Linked DNA regions of Arachis hypogaea: region 2 is linked to region 1. A link is a contact called in public Hi-C data. All regions are on one chromosome and are shown on one strand. The core of a region is the stretch at or near the end of the contact, and the rest is flanking DNA. Distances in the headings are between cores, read along the strand shown. Region 1 has its middle 3.1 kb from the start of LOC140182673. Region 2 holds the start of LOC112786721 (polyadenylate-binding protein RBP47).

Region 1 (3,193 bases), core at 251-2,750:
GAAATATCTTCAAGGAGGAGGACACGACATGCGGACGGGCAAGAGGTCAAAGAGACTTCTAAGGCGGATTAGGGGTCACCGATTAAGATGATACTCTGGTTTTTCAAATCGGGGAGGCACGGTGATGGCCTTACGTGGCAATGTATATGCGACAGCAAACATGACTTCAGGAGACGGTCAGGGGCACAGAGTGCGAGGCTCGGTCTCGGCATCTTGCAACATGTGGTGAAGAAGTCTCCAGTGGCAATGTCTTCTTGGAATGAAGTGTTGATGGAGAAGAAGAAAGGGGAGATGGAAACTCTGGGTCTCAACAAGGATGAGGCAGGTTTCAGGTGGGTTCTCCTTGAACGATGCCCTTTTTATATTGTCAGGATGGCACTTAACAATATACGTCAGCACTATTAAGATGGCAGTTTACTCGGAGACCAATGGAGACTTACGTTTTTCAATTTAAAGGACGTAGTTGGACATTTACAAAAGTCAAGAATTTAATTGATGCGTGATTTGAATATCGGAGACCAAATTGAACATTTACTCGAAAAATAAAACATGTTTAATTGTTAGGATAGAAACACGAAAGAAGAAAAAATTGTAGACACAAACTTAATGAAGTATTTTGGATCAGATCTTTATTCTTCCTTCATAATTCTGAATGGAAAAGTATGAAGAGCCAATGTAATTGGTATACAATGTGTACAATGGTAGTGAACACAAAAATAAATAACACTTTTAAAATTAGAGTAAACGTGGGTAATTTTCATTTTTAACTCAAATTGGACTAAATAAATAGCCCATTGTACACATTGTACAGATATCTCATTAGCTCCTTAGCAAAATTCTAAATGAATTTACTTTTCTTCTACTTGTCCTTGTCCTTTCTCTTCACTACCTCCTCCTTCGTTTTTGTTCTTTGTTACTTTACCTCTTTTACCTTTTCATCATTTTATACTTTCTCTATATTTTGATTTTCTCCTCTTTCGTCTGTTTTTTTTTCCTTTTCTTCCGCGGTTATTCTTTCTCTCTTCTGTCTCTCTTTCTTTTCTCTTACATATGAAGGGAACATTGAAAATAAAAGTGATTAGATTAAAAATGCTAGCCTAATAATACAAGAAAGAAACTATAGGTTAGAAGAAATTTTTATATTTTAATTAGAATTGACAATTTTGGTATTTTATACATATTTATGTGACTTGCCCATTCTAATAAGGATAGACAACGATCCTTTTTTAATTCTATCCACTATAATGAAATATAATACAAATTATTTTTATTGTCTTTCTTTGTCTCTAATATCTTGGAAGTTGAAGCACATAGTAAATTTTTATCTAGCTACTTTTGTTCGGTCTTTATAATATAACAAATCCGCACTATACCATATGAATTTTTTTTTTTTTGTTCACTACAGCTAAAGTCAAATTCAAATTCGAATGTGGTTGTTCGATAGGCATATGATATGTTATTATTTTTTTTTGTCATTTATTACTCGGTCATTGCCGGGGATCGATCCCGGATGAAGAATATTAAAAAACATTATATTTTGTCATTCAACTAAAGGCTCAAAGACATGTAATATGCCACTTTTTTTATGTCAGAATATAATATAAGGAAGGTGTTCACGTGTGCCCATGTATTTTTGCAGAACAGCAGTGTTTCCATTGGTATGTCCGCAAAGATATAATGTAAAATATTAGAAGGGCAGGGATTGATGGGACACTTTCTTGTGTGGAAATCCCATCAATAGAGTGTTGGGTGGGATAGCAAATGGTGTGGAAGTTATGCTGTGCATGTTGAGAGTAATTGTCGGTTTTGTCCAATTTTAAAGAAGCCTACGTATGTGGAGCCAGAATTTGCTGCAGAAGTGCAATAGCACTTTAGCCGAGCCGAAATGGTTGTGGGCTGCAGGAAGATATGTGTGGCCCATTTAAGGTTTGAGTGCGAAGGATTGGACTATCATTCAATGGGTATCACTAATGGACTAAAGACATCTAATGAGTTGGGTTTTACCGGTGGAAATCCGTTAAATTTTTTCATCCGGTCGGAAGTGGTGTTTACTATCTGTTGGTTTGGAAGGAAGGTAAGGATTCCCAAAAAAATACAAAAGTTAGGCAGAAGGTAAGAATGAGAATGGTTGAACACTTACAGGCGTAAAATTGGTGAATAAATTTAACGATTATTAGTTGATAGTACGGAACAAATTTTTTGTTTAAATTATGTAAGTAATTGAGTAAAAGATTTCAATAAAAAACTAATTTGAAAAATATCTGAGAAAAAAAATTTCATTGTGAATATTGTTCGTTGTGTAAGCTAAGGCCCTAAAATAGAAATTTAGTCGATTTAGTGTAGTTTATCGATAACGTGTTCTAGTTATGTATTGTGCTAACAACGTAGTGTGTGTTTAGATTAAAATTTGTATTAAATTTTTTTTTTTTGTGAAATTGATTTTAGTTATAAGTACATTGGTATTAATGTGATTTATGATTAATAACTTTATATTAGGATAAATCATAATAAAATAAATGTCGTTTAGTTGATAATTTTCAAAATCTGTTTTAAGTGAAAATTGAGTCGGAGGACATGAAATTTAATAAATATTTTACGTTAATTGATTAGTTCAAGATGAATATTTAAGTAATTTTTATAAATGTATAAATTAAGAATAATATATATGAAATCATAAAATATAGTTTATACGAAAAACAAAAAAAATATGAAAAATATAGCAAAGCATAGTTTAATAAATTATGTTAATCAAAAATTTTTTAGTACTCTCGAAAGTCTTGTATTTGATACTATTATAAACTAAAAATTATAATTATTTATAATTTTATCTTCAGTTATTATTTAATTTTTATTTACTTTGTTTTTTGTAAGGAGATTAATAAATTTATATTATCAAAAAATGACAATAATAAACTAGTATACAAGAGTTACGCTAATAAACTTTACCAGAACCATAGCAAAAATAATTTTTTTTTTTTATGTAAAACAAGGAATAAAAATTTGAAGAAGATATTATTAATGAATGTTATTGCAAGTTCATTTATCAAATTTAATTTTCTGTCCGTTAGTTTCAAGCTAAGGTCGCTGAGAATGTGCTAAAAGGTTGTTAATGTTGCACTGATTGAGTTACTTGTTGACATGCAGGGGAAAAAAATCGACCTATCTTAAATGTTTGTTATCTTTATAACAGTTT
Region 2 (3,119 bases), core at 19-2,518, 330 kb after region 1:
ATTACATAGTGTGAAACAGCAAAATTCAGTAAGAAAGAGAATTATTTTTACTATAATTGCCTGCATCTAACAAAACACACGAGATAATAATATTAATTATGCCAAAACGAGAATCTCATTGAATCAATCAAAATCCAAAACCGAGCAACAAATCTAAGACCGAAAGAAAGATATTCAATTTCACTTCAACAAGCTTAAATTAAATCCAGAGAGAGAGAGAGAGAATTATACCTCGCCGGTGTGAGCAAAGCAATTGACGAGGTAGTTCTCGTCCATCCAATGGTGAAGGTCGCCGAGCCAGATCGTCCTGATCTCTTCGCCGTTGGAGCCAGATTGCTGCTTCTGCTGGCCATGGTGGTTGTTGTGGTGCTGCTGTGGCGGTTGAGACGACGGGGGCGGAGTCTGCTGCTGCTTGAAATGATGCTGGTGGTGGTGGTGAGCGGTCGGCGGCGGCGGCGGAGGCTGATAATGGTGAGGATGAACATACGGCATGTAATGCTGCGGGTACATCATCATCTGCTGCTGCATCATGGCCATGGCGGTTGCTGGATACTGCATGGCCATCCATTGCTGCTGATACTGATGCGGCTGCGCCCACTGCTGCTGACTCTGCTGCTGTCCATTCTGATTCAGATCCCCACCGTTCGTTGCTTGAGCCATTCAAATCAAACAGCTATAAACAATAAGTTTATATCTATCTATCTATCTATATATGTGTATATGGTTTGATTAGTGTTTCTCTGTCTCTCTCTCTCTCTGATTTTCTTGAATAGAAGATGTTAGAGAGAGAGAAAGAGAGAGGACTTTGGTCCAACCAGGGTGTAAAGACCAAAAACGAAGAAGAGGAGGGTTACGGTGGTAGTAGGGTTGGGTTTTAAAGCAAGTAAATAACAACACGCGCACTTTCTTTGGGTTGGGTTTGGATCTGGAGGGAGAGAGAAAAGGAAAGGAAGGGGGGGGCTTACGAGCGTTAACCTCGGTTATAACGTCCGTCTAAGCCGTCCGTGAAGATTGACAATTGTCTTGTGATGTGTGTGGGGTCCAGTAGAAAATAATCGACGGCTCTCGTTAAGTGGCTGCTATTTCTTTCTCTTCCTTCTCTTCTCCCACTTGCTGCTCTCCAAGTTCCTCAGTTGCTGCGCACGTCAGTAGCTCGTAAGATGGATACGCTGGCAGTGGCACACATGAATGACCGTTACCTTTGTTTTAGGGTTATCACTTATCTATGATCTATGATCTATCTACCAGGATGAATCTTATTTTATTCTTGGATATTATTGGGTTGGGGGTGTTGATAAGAATACACGGGTGAAATCATATAATGATTTTTTATTGTTATTTTTTAAATAATATCTACCACGGTAAAAAATCTGTTTCCTTTCTCTTATCTTCTTTAATCTTTATTTTAACAAATCAATCCTAAATTTACTGAATTTTATTGTAATATTTCTATTTCTGCGGATGATATTTATTTTTATTTTAAGATTTTTTTAAAGTTTAAAGAAAAAAGGAATTTTTTATTTAAATTAAATAAATATAGAAATTACGAAAATACATAAAATATAAAGTAATTACCTAAATACATAACGTATTACATTTCGGATATGAGGAAGGAATTAGAGAATAAGCATATATCGTGTACCTAGATCCCGGTAACGTAACGACGACTGACGTATCCAGGGTGCATTCAGAATACGTGTTAAGCAGGAAAACGAAAACTGAGCATTCGAGATACGTGTAAATGCTAAACAAGATCTTAGTATTCGAGATACACTCAAAAGCTTAATACGGGTCTCAGCACTCAAAATATGCTTCGAGACATATATGAAGCCACAATAGTCGAGATTTTCGTTCATTTGAATAATTTTTAAGAATTTTGTAACTTTATAACAGCTTAAGTTCGAGGTCCTAAAGTACATATGGCTCTCTGACAATATGTTTGCGACGGAGACATCAACAGACTAAATGCAACTTGGCAATTGGCATATAGCTAGATCTTTGGATTTTAAAATTAATTTTTTCCTATTTTATTTTCAATAAATAATTAAGTTAGGTGTTTAGGCTTTATTAATTTAGTTAATGTGTTAGATATTTTGATTTTGTTAGTTAGAAGTTCTATATTAATTTAGGTAAATCGGGGGCAAACGCCTACGAAAAGATCGTTTGGATTTAAGAAAGAGTCGCTTAGATTTATCCATGATTTGTTTATTCCTATCCCGAGAATTCTATTTCTTAACAAAAGGATTTTTTTATGTATACTTATACAAATTTTATCTATATATATATATATATATATATATATATATATATATATATATATATATATATATATATATATATATATTGAACTATTCTAATAGAATACAATATAAAAAAGAGATATTAAATAGAGAGATTTTGGGGATCTAAAATTGAAAATTCGATTTTTGTTAGTTGTATATTAACACAAATAGAATGCCAATTTTGAGAATATTAATTCTAGTTTCTAATTAAAAGGTATATTATGTTATAATATTTTTATAATTAATTTTAACTTAAATTAAATAAATATAATAGTGTGCTGAAGGAGATGATCAGCTGTCAGACAAGGAGGCTGAATATGCATAGTTGGAGGATATATCGGAGGATCCTACGGCAGCTACCATGTAGAAATTTTTTCATTGGGATTCTTTTCTGGGGGACATAGCCAGGACTCTCATCTCAGGTAGCTCTAACACTACTCATCACTAGGATGATGGAGTTGCCTGAGACTAGACCCAGTTTGACATTGGCTCAGACGTTGAAATAAACATCGATGACATATTTTCAGATCGTGGGTGCATCTGGGGATGTGATGGATCAGTACGCAAATCGTGATCGAACTTAGAGAGACCATACCGATATACCTGGCTCATTGGCAGGTCCAGGAGTTAAGCATCACACTAAACATGGTTTGGACTATATACAGCTCATCCAACAGGCGATCAGATGCCATCATCATATCACCCGACTCCACTACCACCATCGCATCAACATGGATCAGCACTCATCATCGTATTACCAGATTCCACTACCATCACCATATCCACCTATGACTGGATTAGTATCGCTTCCACCTCCACCGCATTCACACATGCATG

The links. Hi-C and Micro-C count contacts between places; a contact is called where the count stands out from the background.
Region 2: a Hi-C map of leaf shows a contact between it and region 1, with 3 times the contacts expected there. The contact joins the promoter of LOC112786721 here to the enhancer-like site in region 1. A contact is called at or near these places in 2 of 8 Hi-C or Micro-C datasets (both in leaf).

What each region holds. Positions count from the first base shown.
Region 1 is chr20:73,103,496-73,106,688 of arahy.Tifrunner.gnm2.J5K5, forward strand. No RefSeq gene overlaps it. Among protein-coding and RNA genes, the nearest start is that of LOC140182673, 3.1 kb to the right of the region's middle. Within about 2 kb of position 1,501, at least 1 of the 3 cell types and tissues checked has open chromatin away from gene starts, as enhancers often do.
Region 2 is chr20:73,431,270-73,434,388 of arahy.Tifrunner.gnm2.J5K5, forward strand. It overlaps LOC112786721 (polyadenylate-binding protein RBP47), which reads right to left and starts at 1,269. Exons shown (of 6, transcript XM_025830093.3): 1 at 232-1,269. The coding sequence starts at 660.